Regions from separate parts of the Mus musculus genome. Here region 1 is linked to region 2. A link is a contact called in public HiChIP or PLAC-seq data. All regions are on one chromosome and are shown on one strand. Each heading gives the region's core, a stretch centred on a gene start, on an enhancer-like site or on the middle of the called end of the contact. The rest is flanking DNA. Distances are from core to core; before and after follow the strand shown. Region 1 has its middle 47 kb from the start of Colec10. Region 2 has its middle 100 kb from the start of Tnfrsf11b.

What was found. HiChIP or PLAC-seq counts read pairs in DNA pulled down with a chosen protein or histone mark.
Region 1: a FOXA1 HiChIP or PLAC-seq map of pancreatic cancer cells shows a contact between it and region 2. The contact joins two enhancer-like sites. A contact is called at or near these places in 2 of 484 Hi-C or Micro-C datasets (cranial neural crest and pancreatic cancer cells) and 1 of 115 datasets of contacts at active chromatin or transcription factors (pancreatic cancer cells).

The regions. Positions count from the first base shown.
Region 1 is chr15:54,361,208-54,365,409 of GRCm38.p6, forward strand. No RefSeq gene overlaps it. Among named protein-coding and RNA genes, the nearest start is that of Colec10, 47 kb to the right of the region's middle. Within about 2 kb of position 1,889, at least 16 of the 459 cell types and tissues checked have an H3K27ac peak or open chromatin away from gene starts, as enhancers often do. A contact at or near this core is called in pancreatic cancer cells, where this site is marked.
Region 2 is chr15:54,173,742-54,178,415 of GRCm38.p6, forward strand. No RefSeq gene overlaps it. Among named protein-coding and RNA genes, the nearest start is that of Tnfrsf11b, 100 kb to the right of the region's middle. Within about 2 kb of position 2,545, at least 13 of the 459 cell types and tissues checked have an H3K27ac peak or open chromatin away from gene starts, as enhancers often do. A contact at or near this core is called in pancreatic cancer cells, where this site is marked.

The DNA.
Region 1 (4,202 bases), core at 639-3,138, 190 kb after region 2:
TGCAGATGCAGTTAGATAAAACTTCTGAGCCTCAATTTGTTCTCATGTAAACAAAGGGCGATGAATCTCCTATGGACACTGAATTATTACAATGATTGAGAATATATGATCATGCATGTAACTTACCACAGTTGCTGGCATGTAATATGTATTACCCCCCTCCCCATTTTATCCTTCTTTTCTTTCACCAATTAGCCAATCAATATACAGACTTTATTATGTATTTACTTGCAATTCTTGAACTCAAACCCACACACATTCTGAGCCTCTGCCAGTCAGCAGGCAATGCCTTGCATACCGAAGAGATCTGTCTGCTTCTGCCTCCCAAGGGTTGGCACTGAAAGTGTGTGCTACCATGCCTAACATTCTGGTTCTTGAACACATAGATATCGTAAATTTGAGTATCTCTGAAGAATAGCACAAGTTCTGGTCCAGAGGTGGGCTAGGTACTAAATGTATGCTCAAAGTAACTTCATGAGATGACTGTGGACGGCTTCCTAAGAAGGCTAATTATGTGATAACCATCCCAGTGAAGAGCAAAGTCATGGAGGTGGTGAGGTTCTCTCTGAGTTGTTTCTTGTTCCTAAAGTGCAAAGAGTTTACTTCATGACCATTGTGATGTTTCAAAACCATTAGTATTCCGGGAGGTGACAAACATTTCAAAAGTTGTTCCTGATCACTGACCTCTTGTACTTTACTTGGAATTAAACTCAGCCTATATTTCCTGCACACTTTCTCAATTCCCTATAGACACAGAAAGAAATTGCTTCCACATAGCCATCTTGCTGGAAGACCTTGACGAAGAGTGTCCTGAAGAAGAAATTATTCTTTACCCAGGGGTCACTTGGTAGCTAAAACAGACTTCTTCTTTTTCGTTTAATCTGTTCTACTTCAGTGACTCCTTTTGTGTGTGTTCTTGAAGCTATTGCTTTATTTACTTTGATGGTTTCTTAACTAATTGAGTACAACAGTGAGTTCTCTCTTCCTTGACTGTTTTGGATGTTTCCACTACCCCAGTGGGAAGGGTCCCCATCAGACAGCACAGCTTTGAAATATTCACTTAGAGAAACTTCTTTAAAAGTTACTACTTTCTATAGGGCTGTTAAAAGTTTGCACATTGGGCTAAAATGCACAGAATAGGGTGATAGCAGCTTTGGCTTGTAGGAATGTTATTTTTTATTTTTTGATAGGAGAATAACTCCCAATAGCAAAATAATGGATCTATCTTGAGGCTTGAGTTATACATCTGAGTGTAGGGTGATGTACAAGTAAGAGTCTTTTTTTTTTAATCTAAGGAAAATACCTGTATATGTGGTTAAGTAAAAATTGAAAAATTCAAATCAGACACAAACAGTACTGTGGAGAAAGAAATCATTGAATCCAAACCAAAGTCATTGACTTCAAACCATTTCTTCGGACATTGGAGTGATTTGTTTCTGGTCCCATGGTAAGGACATGCATTCTGGTTCTTTCCCAAGTGTGCCCCTGTGTGTACATGAGCAGTTGCATAGTCCATAGCTGATGGAGGCCTTTCATCACCAGCTTCAGCATCAATGATTTTTCCTCATCTTCTTCCATCCCACACTCACCAGTGCAAATGTGTTTGGCAGCACATTCTTAAAAACCAGTTTGATGTATAAAGACTTCATGTGTAAATGCATACTTTAAGGGAAGGCCTCTGTCGTCTTCCTCAACTGTATTGGTATTCCTACCCAACAAGTTCCCAGAGCTCAGGGTTTTCCAGGCTTCTATGTTTAGAATGTTGTGTAATGAGTCATTGTGTCCACCTGTGAGTGTCATAAACAGATGATATAAATATGCCTGCATAGTGTGACTCAGAGCACATCGCCTGTTTTAGCTTTAGTTCAAACAATGTTCATGGTTCCAAGAAACCTGTGGCTTGCAACTTCAGGGTGAGTGGGAAGAGAATACCGGAAAACCTAAAGCCAGTGTACCCCTTCTGTCAGTCCAGCTGTAGTGAAGGAGCCTGTGAGAAGTTGAAGTGGAGGAGGGATGACAGGAAAACCTGTTTTCCATGTACTCTTGAAGCTGATCATTTTAAATATGCTCCCTCAAATTTGTGTTTGGATGCTATGGGAGTGGGTGGTTCCATTCAAGCCCTCCTCTCTTCCTGGAATGTCTGTCTCTCCTTTCCACGCCACTGTACTTTTCTGACTGTCTATTCTCATCCACCAGGTATGAGCCTAAGAGTCCTGTCTGAAAAAAAATCCTCCAGATCTCAGCCCAGATGAGAGCTGTTTTTTGTGTAGCTCTGACACAATATTGTACTTTACGTTTCTAATTCATACTATCCCACTAACCTAGGGTTGTTTTTTGTTTTTTATGTACTCTGTGTCCCCTTCCCATCCTAAAGTATGAATCTCTAAAGCAGTAATCTCATTGAACATAACATTTGGTATCTAATGAGCACTGTTCATTTGAATATTTGAACAGACAATAAATAAAGCTAAACAGCCCTGCTAGAATTTTAAGGTGAAGATGTCTGGTTTCCCTCCCACTGCTGAGTCAGAGTCTTTCTATGTAGCCTAGTCTGGCTTTGCATGTGCATCCTCCTGCCTCTACTTTCTGCTTGCTGAGTTTGCAATGTCATGACTAATTTATCTGGCTTCTTGCAGAGGTATGAAGATTGACACATCAACAAATAAATTGAATAGACACTTTTCAAAAGAAAGAAATACAAAGAACCCATTAATACATGAAAAATGTTGAACATCTTTAGCGATAAGGGAAATGTAAATCAAGGTATATTGAAAAATCTATCTCATTTCAGTCCCAGTAGCTATAAGGAAAACAGAAGACAACAAGCACATACGTTGACGGCTTGGTTATGACATTGTTGAGAGGAACATAAATGAGTGTAAACCTATGAAAGTCAGCATGGAGGTTATACAACAAACTAAAATCAAAGTACCGCATCGTCCATCTCTACCATGAGTGTCTCTGTACCCAAAGGAATCAAAGCATACAAGAGAGAATTATTTTAGCCCTAGTAACAGTAGCCAAGTAGTAGAATCAGCAGAGGTACCCATCAATGAAGAGAAATATGGTCTATACATAGGAGAGTTATTATTGCTGAATACAGCAATAAGGAACAGAACCATGAGACAAAAGAGCACATGACGTTAAACAAAATATGCTCAACTCATAAAGAAGTAGCATGTGTCTTTATGCACATGAGGAATCTCAAAAGTAAGGATACCGGCAGAGGGTGGAGAGGGAAATAAAGCAGGGTATTGTGGTGGGTATGATGAAATGCCACTGTATGTATGTATGTATGTATGTATGTATGTATGTTTGTTTGTATAAAAATGGCATAATGAAGTCCATCTTATTTAATTAATATGCAACAACTTTCAGATAAAAACTGACTTTTGAGAGAAAAAACTGTACATAGAATTATTTTTCTTGATTAAGTGATTTATTGACTTTACATCCAGATTATAGCTTCCACTCCTTTCTCTTCTCCTAGTCCCTCCCTCTGACCCACCCCTACCCCCTCTACCTACCTATCCTCTCATTTTCCTAAGAAAAGGAAATGCCTCCCATGGATATCAACCAGCCTCGGAATATCATATTCCAGAAAGACTAGACACATTTTCTTCTATTGATGCCAGAGAAGGCAGCTCATTTGATTTAGTGGGCTTCATTCATTTCCGAGGGTATCTCTCATAAGATTTAAGCCATGCCTCCTCTCCTCTTTGGGGTCCTGTGAGATTTCTTCAGGCAAGCAGTGACTTTCTTGACTCGGATTGTGAGAGCTCAGCTGTAGCATTGTTCACACTATTCCCTCCTTCGATCCTGCCTTTCTAGGTTGCTAGCTACTGAAGGTCATAAACCAGAGCTCATCATCTGCTTTTCTTACGAAGTTGGCACGAGGCTTAGCATAGGAGAAACACTGATACATTCTAAAAAAATTGGAATGGTGGTGAAAAAATAGAATGACTCCATTTAAGTAACACCTAACATATATTTATTGAAATCCCCACTGTTTGCCAGGTACTGTTTTGGTGCTTAGTGTTCACCAATAAAATATTTCTCCATCAAACAAACATTTTAGAAGTTTTAACTTTCCCAAGAACTACATAAATGCCTTCCAGGTTTGTTTGGTTACTGTGGCTACCTAAGAAGTGAGCAGAGATGGTAGAACATGCTCATGAACTTGAAGAGTTGAATTCTAAGGT
Region 2 (4,674 bases), core at 1,295-3,794:
TGCAGCCAAGGAGAAATATGACCTTGGTTTTGTCATAGGGCTTAAAGATGTCACTGGAAGCCTTCACTGCATGCCTTCAAAGTGTTCTTCATGTATCACCACTTCAGATTTGCAAGTTGAGTTGTTTGAGTTTGTGTTCCTTGTCTGTCACCTAACAGTGGACAGCTTAATATCAACAGGGCAGCAAAGATTGCAGAGTTTTCCCCGTTACCAACAAGGCCCTGTCTTATAGGAGCAACCATCTGCTTTTGACCCCGTGCTTAAGAAACTACCATCTCTTCATGTCACCTCACAGTTTTTCTATCAGGCTAAAAACTGCAGCCCCCACTCCCTGGAGTGTCTTCTTACAGATGTGCTCTATGGTTCTTCACTTCTGTTAAGGCTTTGCTATGCCTCTTAAAAAAAAAATCTTTAATCCTTTTTTACATTCCAGATTTCATCCCCCTCCCAGTCTGCTTCCCCACCCCACTGCTTCCCATCCTGTACTGCCTTTGCCAACCACGACACCAACAGGATGCCCCCCCCAACCCCACCACACAAGACCTCCCCACTCCCGTTGAGGCCATACCAAGCAGTCCTCTGCTGTATATGTGACCAGGGCTTCTTATCAGCTGGTGTATTCTGACTGGTTAGTGGCTCAGTGTCTGAGAGATCTCAGGGATCCAGGTCAGTTGAGACAGCTAGTCTTCCGATGGGGCTGTCCTCCTCCTCAGCTACTACCAGATTTCCCCCAATTCAACCACAAGGACCCCCTAGCTTCTGTCCATTGCTTGGGTGCTATTATCTGCATCTGACTCTTTCACCAGCTTGTTGGGCCTTTCAGAGGGCAACCATGCTAGATTCCTGTCTACAAGCACACTACAACATCAGTAACAGTGTGAAGGCCCCGGGCCTTTTCTTGAACTGGATCCTAATTTGGGCCTGTCCCTGAACCTCCTTTATCTCATATGCTTCTCTGTTTTTGCCCCTGAAATTCCTTCAGACAGGAACAATTCTGGGTCAGAGCTTTTGACTATGGGATGGCAACTCCATCCCTCCACTTGATGTCCTGACCCTTCCCTAGAGATGAACTCTACAAGTTCCCCCTCCCCACTGTAGAGCACTTCATTCACGGCCCCTCCATTTGAGTCCTGAGAGTTTCTCACCTCCCTGATCTCTAGTATATTCTAGAGGGTCCTCACCTCCTGCCTCTTTATCGGTGTTTTTCCTAACGGTAGAATTTGATGGAGCTCTTGTTCAATCTCTAGCTCCCAGATCTAATAGAATGCACTAGAACATCAACTCTCAGTGGAACATAGACTCCTTGAAGAAGGGAAATGGGTTTTAATATTCTCACTACAAAACAGTAAATAAATGGGTGAAATGTGGTAGCTAGCTTAATTGAATCTTCCTACATTGTGTTTGTATAAGAAGAAACCAAATCGCACCCTAGAAGTATACAACATTACTACCTCTAAAATAAAACTTAAACTACCTACTTTGGCATCATATATATATATTAGATAATTCCTCTGAGTCATTACCTCCTTTAGTTCTAAGATTTCAAATTATCTGATACATAATCATGGAAAAGTTATTAAATGAGGAAAAATAAACTTGAGTTCTTTATCTCCGTGCAAGAGACCTAACGTTACATTCCCTCACTTTCTCCTTGAAGAGCTCATCTTACATGGTTCATGCTGGTAAACCTTAGGGTACTAAACAAATTTAAAGCATTTTGTTTATTTTCATAACTGAGTTACTGCCAAGAAATCGAATAAGGATGTTAAATCTAAAACGTCAAAACTCAAAAAGCTAATTTGTTTGCTCTAAAACAGGATCTGTCTTTTTAAAAACTATACACTGCTTTCAAATGTTAGAAGTTATAATCATTAACTACAGGGTGAAAAACCGTGGTAACAGATTTATCTATATTTATAATAGGAGATGATTGCATATGAAAATTTTATATAGATACATTGTAAAAATGCAATGTATTATCCATTGATTCTGTTTCCAGTTTCTTTATTTTTTTTTAAATTAGAGTCATGATTCTAACTGCCTTTGTGAAGGTGGTAGTTTCCAGCTCCATGGTCATGAGTAAGGAGAATAGCTTTGAGGTAGTGTGTGATCCACCGACCACGTACATTGTGAATGTGCTGGTGGGATTTCCACAAGAAAATCCCTTGTGGGCTGTTGAATATGAGAAGATGCCAGCACTAGGGATTTGAAGGGACAATTACTTTGATCTCCTCTGAAGAAAGATAATAGGGTCAAATGGAAAGATTGGCATTCCCATGCCCCTGAGATAACAGCAATTTCAAAGGACAAGGCAGTACTAGGAACAGTGCATATGTGAGACATCCTACTTTGTGTTTGCCATGCAATATTTCCTTTAGTAACTTTGAGTAGATGTTTGCATCATTCCTCTTTTCAGTGAGATAATGAAGTTTTAATGAAATAAATTACCTTACAAAAGTCAGAAACACAGTCAGGCTAGAAGCTGGCACTCACACCCTGCACACCCTGGTTTGTCTAAGTTGAATTCCAAGGCTTTTAGTCACAATTTCTGATAAGAGAGGGTGTGTAACTTATGAAATAAGAAGTAAATGTGTGTTCTCAGCAGGAAGTCTCGGCATCTGTCATGTATTCTGGGAGAAGCTGGGGAGTCACTGAAGCCATTCCCTTCTGCTCCTCAGTGGTCTCGGGGTGGAGCCTGATGTAAAGTCCCGAGATTGCACACTTCCTCTGTGCTGGATATTCACAACAGGTCCTTCAGGAAAAGCCTTTACGGTTGTGTGTTAAACAGGCTTTGGAATCACTTTTCTCTCTAAAAGTATGAGGATATGTGTTACATGTGTTTTGTACTGAGTTGAAATAAATATATGTCTTATAACTAAACTGAAATAGTCCCTGGCATTGAAAGCCAATGATGGATGGAACCTAGTGTGGTTGGCTTATAATTGTGCTCCTGCATGTCTGCCTCGTGTCTTTTCCTATATTTAATTTCAAACAGGTTTAACACAGAACAAGCAGCCCCACTAAATCATACAAAATAATTCAATACAGTACTTGGTAGATGCTCTCGCAATCCGCATATTAAAGATGATGGCATCTTAGTAAGAGGAGAAAGTCTGGAGAAATATTCAAGAATGCATTTAGAAATTCACTTATTTTTCTGGTTAGCTTTCTTTTAAATATTTAGCTATGTCTCTCTTTCCTTCCTTCCTTCCTTCCTTCCTTCCTTCCTTCCTTCCTTCCTTCCTTCCTTCCTTCCTTCCTTCCTTCATATCCTAGAGGTTATGCATATGAGGCAATCACTCATACATACCATTGTGCTATAGACCCCAGCCTTAAAGTCGTTGGTTTCCTTCTTTTGTTTAAGCTTTAGTTATTCTTAAGCTTTCCTTTGTGAGTATATTAAAGGGGACATGACTTTCATTTTTCTCTACCAAATTCCTGGGGTACTGATATCATAGACTGGTTTAGCAGTTAGAAATTAATGTGAGCAAGCACTGAACCTGGGGCTCAGCAAACACACACACACACACACACACACACACACACACACACACACGTATGCATGAGCTTGCACATTCATTCAGACACCAAGACTTGCACATACATGTTCTCAGCAGGAGGTGGCCAGAAGGCTCAAGGTTGAGAGTTACACTAGAAATCTGCATATGCCAACAGCAACAGGCAAGAAATCAACTCCTAGCTGCCCTTGCACTTGGCAAAGGCTTATGATCTCTAGTTCTTGGCAGTTGGGACAGGCTAAAATAAAACACTTTTGAGCCCCTAGGCAGATTCTTTCTATGGCAATGAAGCCTCAAAGATAAAGTAAAGAATTGCAATTTTAAGAACGAGTGTCCAAGAGCCAAAGGTTAAAGCTTGGCCTCATGGGTACAGCAGTTCCAGAGCAACAGACCCCACCCACCCACCATCCTTTGCTGGGGTCCCCACAGGAGATAAAAGCTGAGACACTTAATGTCAAGTAGATTTTAGGTACAAAATCACTCTGTGATTCACCTCTTGTTGCAGATTCAGGGGCTTCAGTATGCACAGTGATGGTGAATCACACCAGCAAAACTGATGACCTTAACAGTAAATATGTACAGTAAATGCTTAGAAGAGAACAATGATCTACTGAGCTCATAAGAACTCTTTGCAGTTAGTTCCCTATAAGAAACAGATGGCATATTCTTACGGAATAATTGCCAAGAGTTTAATGAAAAGTTTTGCCTACAAGTGAGTTAGACAGAGTTTCAGAAAACCAACTACAGATGGTCAAGTACTCTGAGCTAAAAAGAGGAGCTGCTACCATCTCCAGACCTAAACATGGAAGCTGAGAACAGAAACCGCCTACACGGCACATACAGGATGGATATTTCAGACCACTCTTGTCTAGGGAAGTGAGGTTTCAAATACTCCAGTGCTTGCTTTAAATTTATCTACAAGTCCATTCATTCCCAAACAGTATCATCTAAATTATCATTACTGGTGATTTAATCAAGATAACCAAACAATTGTTCAGTTTTTAGCTGATTTTAAAATCCCCATCTTGGATCCATCAATCCTGAATTATTTTATTGTGACCCCTTTCTTCAGTGATAATCAAGCCCTGATGTTAGCTCTCGACCCTGATTGTCACTCACAAGGTAATGAAGCCTTGCTCCTATCTGGTAGCAGTTA